Regions from separate parts of the Mus musculus genome. Here region 2 is linked to region 1. A link is a contact called in public Hi-C data. All regions are on one chromosome and are shown on one strand. The core of a region is the stretch at or near the end of the contact, and the rest is flanking DNA. Distances in the headings are between cores, read along the strand shown.

Region 1 (5,098 bases), core at 1,332-3,831:
AAGTGAGGGTTAAGAAGGACCGCAGGGAACTGAGTCGAAAGGATGGACCATCTAGAGACTGCCATACCCGGGGATCCATCCCATAATCAGCCTCCAAACGCTGACACCATTGCATACACCAGCAAGATTTTGCTGAAAGGACCCTGATATAGCTGTTTCTTGTGAGGCTATGCCGGGGCCTGGCAAACACAGAAGTGGATGCTCACAGTCAGCTATTGGATGGAACACAAGGCCCCCAATGGAGGAGCTAGAGAAAGTACCCAAGGAGCTAAAGGGGTCTGCAACCCTATAGGTGGAACAACAATATGAACTAACCAGTATCCCCGGAGCTCATGTCTCTAGCTGCATATGTATCAGAAGATGGCCTAGTCGGCCATCATTGGGAAGAGAGGCCCATCGGTCTTGCAAACTTTATATGCCTCAATACAGGGGAACGCCAGGGCCAAGAAGTGGGAGTGGGTGGGTAGAGGAGTGGGGGGGGGGGTATGGGGGACTTTTGGGATAACATTTAAAATGTAAATGAAGAAAATACCTAATTAAAAATAAATAAATAAACAAATAAAAAAGAAGGACCGCAGGGCATTGGCTTTCCAAGAGTAAAGACATACTGATGCAGAAAATGTTATGAAGCAGAAATGTTTGAAAATACTGCGATTTTAGTAAAAGGTCCATGAATAGATTAAAGAAAGTCGGAGATAAACCTACTCAACAAACTATAAGAAAACAATGGCCAAATCATAAACTGCTGAAAACCAATGAGGAAAAAAAAATGTCTTAAAGATAGCAATCATATTAAAAAAAAAAAAAAAAAAAAAAAGTAAGCCCGGAGTTTTCCATTGTGTAGCTGCTCATTTGGAGCTGCACAGCATCTTGAAAGCCTGGATTTGGTCCCCAGCACCACTCCAGCAGCTGTGATGGTGCCCTCCCACAGTGCCAGGACTTGGGTGGAGGAGGAGGGCCCGGCGGGTCATCCTCCACTACATACTTTGGGGTCAAACTAAGAAACATGAAACCTTGTTTCAAAAGATTTTTTTTTTTAATTTAAAATTTACACTTTGTGCTTGTAGCATTTTCATTCAGTGCTTAGAGTTGAGCCCAAGGCCTCAGACATACCTGGTAAATGCCCTACCACTGAGCTATATGCTAAGTCCAACTTCATTGATAACAGATAAAGAACTATAACTAACTAGGGGCTTCCCACAGTGTATAAGGAATGTGTACCATACACACCAGTGTGGAGGGATTCCTAACACATTGTGCAGAGGAAAGAAAGCCAGACCAAGATTATACTTTGTGCTTTTAAATTTTTATTTATTTATTTATTTATTTATTTATTTATTTATTGGCAGTTTATTATATTATTATAGTGCTATGAAGTACAAAACCAAAAAATTGTTTGTTTATTTATTGTTTTTCTTTTTTAAAAAAGATTTATTTATCATATTATGTGAGTACACTGTCACTGTCTTCAGACACACCAGAAGAGGGCATCAGATCCCATTACAGATGGTTGTGAGCCACCATGTGGTTGCTAGGACTTGAACTCAGGACCTCTGAAAGAGCAGTTGATGCTCTTAACCACTGAGCCATCTCTCTAGTCCCTGTTTATTGTTTTTTGAGACAGGGTTTCTCTGTGTAACAGCCCAAGCTGTCCTGGAACTCTCTCTATAGACCAGGCTGGCTTCGAACTCACAGAGATCCACCTACCTCAGCCTCCTGAGTGCTGGGATCAAAGGTGCATGCCACCACACCTGTGATTTTATTTTTAATGAAACATTCTCACAGGAGCAAAACTTTAGAGATGGAGAGATAACCATGGAACGAGGGACAGGGGTTGAATGTATAACTTGAATACAGAAACGTCGCATAGGAGTCCTCCTGGGGTGCCCCGTTTCTTGAGTATGATTGTTGTTCCGTGGTTGTCAAAAGTCATAGAAATGCATGTAGAACAATTGGATTTTTATCATCTGTAATTTTAAAAACAAAACAATAAACCACCACCAGCACACCATCTCGTGTCTGAGAGGGTTAACGTATTTCCACGGCCATGTGAAATACAGGAAAGATTTGTGTAATCCCTTATCTATTTTGAAGTCATTTTCCACTTGATTCATATTTAAACTTTCAGGAAGCCAAAAATGGAATAAACAATGAGGCCGTCTCTCTGGCTACATGCAGAAAGCTTTCCAAAACTGAATCCTGTGTTTCTCATGCCTGATGCATGTTTTATCGGGATCAACTTGCCCTCAAAGGACTCCACTGAGAAACGGGGTTTCAAAGTAAGGTCACTGAAGCTGAGAGAGACTCACTGGCTCCAGGACATAGCTGCCGGTCTGTGCACACGTATGTGCATGTGTGCTTTATTTATAAGAAGCCAAGTCAATGTGACAGACCAGTGAAAGCATGACAAACTGGCTGTGTCCCAAAACCTAGGGGTTTTCATAGTTAGGATAGTGTTTGAAATACCTGTCCAGAGGTGTCTACCCTGAGCCTCAAGACTCATCCCTGACATCCCTGAACCAGGCAAGGCAGAGTGGCGAGCGTGGGTGGTTTCTGTGATGCAGGCTGTGTGCATTCCTGTGACACCAGGAAGAGCTTTGCTACTTGTGAAATGCCTCGTCTAGGCTAGCACATTCGGGATGGATGCTCCATTGCAATGGTGCCTAGCAGGGACTGCACTCTTTCCTTTTGAAGTCACATCACCTGCTTCCTCTTAACCCTGTGATGGGTCTTACTGATTCTTATAGGCAAGCATAGTGTCCCAAAAACTTAGCTTAAGAGACCTTTGATCTATCCTGATGCACAAATTATTTTATGTTTTTCTGTAAGAGTTTCATGGGGTTTGTTTTACTTTTAAGTCTTTAATCTGTCTTTCCTTTTTATTTTGTTTATGGGCTGGATAGTTTTATGTCAACTTGACACAAGCTAAGGTCGTTTGGAAAGAGGGAACCGCAATTGAGAAAGCGCCTCTATCAGGCTGGCCTTTAGGGCATTTTCTTGATTAATGATTGATGTAGGAAGTCCATCCCACTGGAAACAGTGCCAGTCTTGGGTACTCGGTCCTCTCCTGTATAAGATGCAGGCTGAGTAAGATGGAGGGGAGTAAGCCAGCAAGTAGCTCTCCTTCATAGTTCTGTTTCTTTTCCTGCTCCAGGTTTCTGCCTTCAATTCCTGTCTTGATTTCCCTCAGTAATGAAGTATAAGCCAAATAACCTTTTCTCCCATGTTGCTTTTCATTAGTGTTGTTAAAGATTTGTTTCTAGTTGATGTGTATAAGTGTTTGCCTGTATGTATGTGTGTATGTGTAGCACACACACACTGCACCAGGCTAGAAGGGGCATTGGAGCCCCAGCAACTGTAGGCCCAGACAGTTGTGAGCCAGCATGTTGGTAAGAAAACCAGGCCCTCTGGGAGAGCAGGGAGTGTCCTCCTGACCACAGAGCCATCCATCTCTTCAGCCCTTCACCCTGTGTATCCCAGCAACTGAAACCAAACTAGGACATCACACAATTGCTAATTGAGGTATAATTCACATACCACAACATTTAAAAAGCGTGCAGGTTTTTTTTTGTTTGTTTGTTTTGGATTTTTTTTTGGGTTTTTTTGTTGTTGTTGTTTTACTAGTTTGTAGTATTTTCACAAAGTTGTGCATTTGCTGTCATCATCCAGTTCCAGGACATGTTTGTCAGCTCTGACAGAAATCCTGCACCCATTATCAGTTGCTCCCATTCCTGTCCCTCCCAATCCTGCAGCCACTGTCTACGGTTTCTATATAGATTTTCCTGCTTCGGACATGTCATATAAATAAAACCATGTGGTATTTGGTCATTTATGTCTCACTTTCGCTTACTGTAATGTTTTACCATGTTGTAGCATGAGCCTGTACTTTATTGTCTTCTGTGGTGGCATAAAAGTAACTAGTTTATCTGGAACCTTTCTGAAGAGCCACCTACATGTTTTCCCAGGGAGCCATAGTGATGTACGGGGAGTGTTGCGTCTCCAGCAGCAGCATGACTAGTTGTCACGGCTCCACATGGACACCATCAGGTTTTTAGTACAGTTGTACTCTGCGGTACAAACGTGACATCCCTGGGGTTTTGGTTTGTGCCTACCTAGTGACCAGTGATGCTGGGTATCTTGTATGTGTTCATTGGCCATCTATAAACCTTCTTTGGAGTGATGTCTCTTCCCACCTTTTGCTCCTGTTTTAATTGACTTCTTTGTCTCTTTGTTGTTAAATTGTAACATAACTGGCTTCAGTTTTTTAGTATATGTCATGAGGTCAGAATTAGTCAAGGTTTGTTTTGGTTTTGTCCTGGAGTTTTTTTTTTTTACTCAACATAGTCTAGCAAACTGTTTCCCTTTGTCAGGCTTAATACCTTTGTTAAAATTCAAATGCTCTTACACCACAGAGTAACCACAGATTTCTTTGTTCAGATTTAGAAGTGTAATACATAACTTCTTTTCTTCTCATCAGTGAAGCCAGGATGGCCTGGGTTCCTGTTCTGCTCTGTGTGTGTGTGTGTGTGTGTGTGTGTGTGTGTGTGTGTGTGTGTGTAGAGGTGGGGGGACACCTCATATGATGTTTTGCATGTCCCTTCCCAAATTGAATTGCCACGGTGTCTATATTTGAGAGACAGGGATTTAGAAGTGATGTGGCTAAGGATGGATTAAGGCCGTTACTGCAGGAGTAGCTTTGTTGTAAAATCTCTCCCATCCATCTCTTCAGTCCTCCTGTTTTCTGCCATGGGTTTATGCAGCTCTGAGAGAGTCCTTCACTGAACCGATGGGCCTGGATTTTGAAGCCCCCAAAACTCTAAGTTGACGCCTTTATACTCATTTAGCCAGTGATAATCTATGTTAACAGCAACAACAGCCAGTGCAGGCCATCTCAGTGGATTTATGGCTCCTTTCCTAGAGCCGGGGCAGGAGGTGGGAGTGTCTGCTCCACAGTCCTTGCTCAGTGGCAACATTCCTGTTCCCAGCACATCTACCATTTCACCCATCAGGACCATCCTGGGTCCTCCCTGTTGCAGAGACTCTTTGTACTACCTGCACATCATTTGTGTGCTTCTCAACAACAGATAGAACATTCATG
Region 2 (5,098 bases), core at 1,832-4,331, 260 kb after region 1:
GCCTTGAGCTCAGAGATTCCCCTTCCTTCTGACTCCCAAGCGCTGAGATTAAAGGCACCACCGCTGCTTCTAACAGTCACTACGTAATCACCAAGAAGGCTTTGAGTGGGAACGAAATAGTTCCCTTATTTTAATCCTGGGCCCTGCTTATAAAAGTAGCTCCAGGCTAAGAAGACTCTAGTCTGAATTGAGCTAGTGGCTCATTTGTTGATGTATGTACTTCATATTACTGCTAAGCCATGACTCCCTCCACCATAGCTATCTCCCAACCTTTAGCTTCTGATTCGTGATGAAGGATGAGGAAGCTCCAGGAATTCATTTGTTTTTCCTTCTAAAGATCCCCTTATAGGCTTTATTTAAAGGTCTGGGCTGGAGCATAATGGAAAGGTTTTCTCGGTAAATGGAATTTCGAGGCACTGCTTTCTTGGCTCTGATCAGGCAGTCAGGCCCTTTGTCAACACAGAGTCAGGATTTGGTAGTGGGCACTGCAGTATGTGTATCTTTCTGATTGTTACCTGACCATAGCCAGAGGCCATACCGCAGGAAAAGCACAAAGCTATGGCAAACAGCAAAACTACCAAACTTGTCTCACTTTCTAGGCCACGGGCGGAAGGGCATCTTGCTTTGGTGGAAGACAGTTCTCATCTGTCTCTTTTGCAGAATCAGATTCCAAAAGGTGGAAGAAATTATATGAGATTTGAAAAACATAAGAATATACTTTCTCAGAAGTATCTTCTTGATGAATATGTGTCCCCTCCCCCTTATAGCTTCTAGGAGCAGGCAGTGGGGCTGGGGGCATGAGCCACTCCCCGAAACGTGCACACATGTGTTGGTAGATCACGCGTGATAGGACAGGTTTTTGGGAGCAAGCCCGCTGCTGGGCACCCAGACTTTCAAATAGAGAGGAATGGAACTGGAGGCGCTTTCAGACTCTAGGCAGACACTTCCAGGACTTCTCTCTCCTTGATCTTTTGCCAGGGGCAAGCACATGTCCCCAGTCAGAAGCTCTTTTGAGATACTGAGATAAGAATGGTGTGTTTGTCTCTCTGTCTCCCCCGCCCCACCCCCTTTCTCCCATTCACACTTTGTCTGGACCAAGAAGGTAGATACAGATGGTATAAGAAAGGTTATATTTTATTACGGTGAGGGTCAGCACACAAGCTTCACACTCTAAATTCCCAACCTCAATCCTAAGCCCATCTCCTCAAAGCTGCTCACCCATGTGGCATAGCTTAGCTGAAGGTCAGATTCAGTCTGTAAGAGAAGTCTCTGGTTCAAGAGTCGGGATCCCGGGGAGACTGTCCGGCCGCAGGGCGGGTCAAGGTGGTGCCTCTCCAGATGTGCAGAGCAGAGCGATGCTCTTGGTCTCAGCTTATATACTGTCCAGTGGGGTTCTAAGACTCTGTCTGGTTATCCTGAGTGCACATGTCACTAGGTTCTGGCTATCAGGTACAGCCTTGGGTGTAGTGGGATTCCAGACTAAGCTATTTTTACATGCCTAGAAGGGACTTTTATTTTTTTAACCATGCTCATTGCACAACTCCTCCCTCTCGGATCTTCCTAAACGTAGTTCAATTCAACCATTTTAAGTGAAACTGAAAAACAAATTAAAACTCCCCACAACAGAATATTCTCTCTGGCAAGGAAAGGAAATTATCAACTAAACTTCCTCAAGGATCCCAGGCAGCAAAATCGTAAACCAGCGTCTCTCAGACTCTTGGCAGAAAACCAGCCTTGCTTCTCCTTGCTTCTTAGAACACACCCCCACCCCTAGTATATTTCTCTCTCTGTGTGTGTGTGTGTGTGTGTGTGAGAGAGAGAGAGAGAGAGAGAGAGAGAGAGAGAGAGAGAGAGAGAGAGAGAAAGCCCCATCTGGCTTTCTGTGTATACCAGGGACCTGAACACTGTCCTTCATGCTTATGGGCCAAGTACTTTACCCAGTGGGCTATCTCTGCAGCCTAAGGTTCTTTCTGCTCTGTCTTTAAAAATTAAAAAAAAAAAATGAGAATCTGTTAGTTCTTATTCTTCTTGTGATTGATATCTTGGTTTTGCTTGTGAGAGAGAAATAAAATCAATGTGCTGGCGTGTCCTATCTTTAATTGATTCTTTCTGCAGGTGAAACGCAGCAGCCGTGCCGGAGAAGGGAGCATAATTCATATCTTTGTGACTCTGTCCAAGTTCTGAGAAACTGTTCAAACTCAGTTTTGCTGGTATTTACCAGTTGAGGTCCAGCCAACCCCTGTACTTGCCTTTCCTTCCCAGAGGGCATGATAAGGAAAGAGGGGGAGAAGAGTTCAAAGAACGAAAAACAGAGGTTTCATTAGGGTAGCATTGGGGGTCAGGTAAACATGGCTTTCGAGTTTCATTGAAGAATTCCAGAAAGCCGAGGGCAAAGTCTCCAGAAGGGTTGTAGCATGGTGGGAAGTTCTTCTTTAAAAGAATGTCAGAAAACGCAATATAATACTCTTAGGGAACAGAAACTATTAAAGTAGGAAAGGATATAACCCTCCCCCCAGGTTTCTTTCTTTATTTGAGAAATTTGGAAGACCCAGAGAAGATCGTCTCTAGTGACCAGAACACACGTCTTTATTGCACACTTGCTCCCCAGCAGCTGTGGTGTCATTGAGTTTGTGAACTTAGATTTTCAGTGCAGATTCATCGCAGACCTGCCTTGGAGCCAGCAGCATGTGTGCTCTTGGGAATCCAGGCACCTTCTGTGGACCTGCCGTTGAGGGCATAGGCTACCTCCTGGCTGTCTATCAAGAGAGCCGGCGTTAAGGCGATGCCCTGTTTGTCTGGAAAGCGTCTTCCAGGGGACTTTCGGGTGCGTGGCTTCTGACACCATTCCACCTAACTCCATCTGGAAATCTCTTTCTCATTTCACTTAAAAAAAAAAAAAGCTAAAACAGTCCCCATTGATGCCAAAAGAAATGAAACCATGAGTTAAGCAACTCGTGGAAATTGTGGAATTTCTGTCGAGGAGATCTTCAAAGTGGAACATAAAAATTAGGTCGCTTAAGTAAGTCTGCTTGGAGGGCGACCAAAATGGTCTTTCGCAGTGTTCCAGATTTATTAACCACTCAGGTTAGTACTCATATCTCAGGAGATCAGAAGAATAGTCAGTCCTTTGTTTGCGGCCATTGATGTTAAATGCTGAGCTCTGTGGTGACTCCTGCCTTGTGTGGTAGTACTGCGTCTGCAGGTCGAGGGGTAAATGGGAGGGATACAATCAGAGAAGTTCTCCTTGTAGAAAACAGCATGTGTTCTCTTCAGAGGATGGCGTGAAGAAGGCAATTGGCTGGCTAAAGCCCAGAGAAGCCACCAAACGGCCACGATTCGGTGTAGAAACACGATCCACGCGCAACTGTTGTACCGCAAGGATGTTTAGATCTGGGCTACTGGACACTCTTGACTCTACAGAGTTAAGCAGATTGTCTGGAAGAAGCCAGTAGAATCATCTGGCTCCAGTATGAGCCTAGAATGATAAAAATTGAAAAGTCAAAGAAAAGGTTCTTTGTGGGATGCCAAACCACAGTGAACATAGCTTTTGGTGACTTTGCTGAATTCCCCCTGAGCCTGGAGCCATTGGCTTCTCCTTCTGCAAATTACATCCAGATCTTCCTCCTACTGCATAGTGGCTGGCCCATCTGCCTGCCTCCCACTGACCTCAAAAGAGACAAACTTCCAGGGCTAGCGAACACTCGCACCAAAGAACGCGGAGGTTTTCTCAGCCGTGGAAACAGAAAGCTGTGGAAGGTGCTTAGCAGAGAGGAATTCAAGCGGTAAAAGCCCCGGTTTTTATTTTTATGTGTGTTGGTAATTTTGAGAACTTCATGAGTTTTTCCACATTCCATTTTTAGGGTAAAGGTTTTGGAATTTTATTTGTTTATTTTTTAATTCTTTCAAAAAATCATTTTATGTGCATGAGTGTTTTGCGTGAAGGTATTTATATGCTACCATACGTATGTCTGATGCCCACAGACATCAAAAGAGAGTGTTGGATCCCCTGGAATTGGAGCTATTGCTATGGATGGTTGTGAGCTGCTGTGTAGGTGCTGAGAGTGGAACTCTGGTCCTCTGCAGGAGCAGCAAATGCCTTTAACCACTGAGCCACCTCTCCTGATTCTTGTTTATTATTTTTGAGACTAGCTCTCTTGTACTTGAAGCTGGCCTGAGGCTTTCTGTCCTCCTGACTCAGGCTCCTCAGAGGTGAGATTGCAGGTGTATACAGGTCCACCCAGAAAGATTTAGGAACTTACCTTAGTGACTTGCTGAATTCCGCCTGTGCCCGGAGCCATTGGCTTCTCTAACTTCTCTGACTTTAACTTTAGATTAAATGTCCACTGCCACTCTCTCCTGATCTGCTCTGTGCGTGTGGGACGTCCTCAGGGATCCGCAAATCCATTTTCCTTGGGGTTTATTTTCCCTGTGCATGTTGCCAAGGCTGGTCTTGAACTTGTGGTGTTAGCATTCCTGTTCAGCCCTTGAGTATCTGGGGCTTTGGGCCTGGGTCTCTGAACCCCACATTCTTTGCCTTTTTTTCCTTGGGCAGGCAGACATCATTGTGAGAACTCTTAAGCTTCAACATTTGGCTTTAGTGCTGGTGTCTTTCTTTTTAGCTTTTTAAGGAGCATACTCATTAAAATGAAGCCATGAGTTTAGTTCTTTCTCCCTTGAAACTTTCCTTTGTTTGGAGTTAGTTCCGTCATGAGTGAGGCTTCTCAGGATGTCTGTTTACTTATGACAGTCCCTTGATCTCATGTGTAATCCTAATACAGGACACAAATGATGTGGCACCTTTGGTTGGTTTGTCATCAGGTCCCTTATGCCCCAGAGTTCTCAAGACACATCAGAGCCCACCAGGCCCTGAGGAACCTGTTTTGTAATATGATGCCAGAAACACAGAATAGGAGGGACGTGGTTATTGTCTGCCTCAGCCAAGATTATGTGGTGGTTATTAAGCTAGAGTTGTACTGAGGAGGCCAGGCTAGATTTGAATTCATGATGTTTCTGCCTTAGTTGTTCTAGTATTGGGATAGCGCATGTATGCTGTCACACCTGGCCCACCAGAAGGCTTTTTGTCACCTCATCTCCCTGG

Evidence for each region. Hi-C and Micro-C count contacts between places; a contact is called where the count stands out from the background.
Region 2: a Hi-C map of uterus shows a contact between it and region 1, with 2.9 times the contacts expected there. The contact joins two enhancer-like sites. A contact is called at or near these places in 1 of 15 datasets of contacts at CTCF or cohesin (the NIH/3T3 cell line), 5 of 484 Hi-C or Micro-C datasets (bone marrow-derived macrophages, embryonic stem cells, myocytes and 1 more), 2 of 115 datasets of contacts at active chromatin or transcription factors (both in embryonic stem cells) and 2 of 9 other capture datasets (adipose tissue and embryonic stem cells).

Annotation. Positions count from the first base shown.
Region 1 is chr13:93,844,795-93,849,892 of GRCm38.p6, forward strand. All of the region lies in intron 4 of Arsb (arylsulfatase B), which reads left to right. Among named protein-coding and RNA genes, the nearest start is that of Mir5624, 57 kb to the left of the region's middle. Within about 2 kb of position 2,582, at least 5 of the 459 cell types and tissues checked have an H3K27ac peak or open chromatin away from gene starts, as enhancers often do. A contact at or near this core is called in uterus, where this site is marked.
Region 2 is chr13:94,103,575-94,108,672 of GRCm38.p6, forward strand. All of the region lies in intron 1 of Lhfpl2 (lipoma HMGIC fusion partner-like 2), which reads left to right. Among named protein-coding and RNA genes, the nearest start is that of Lhfpl2, 48 kb to the left of the region's middle. Within about 2 kb of position 3,082, at least 20 of the 459 cell types and tissues checked have an H3K27ac peak or open chromatin away from gene starts, as enhancers often do. A contact at or near this core is called in uterus, where this site is marked.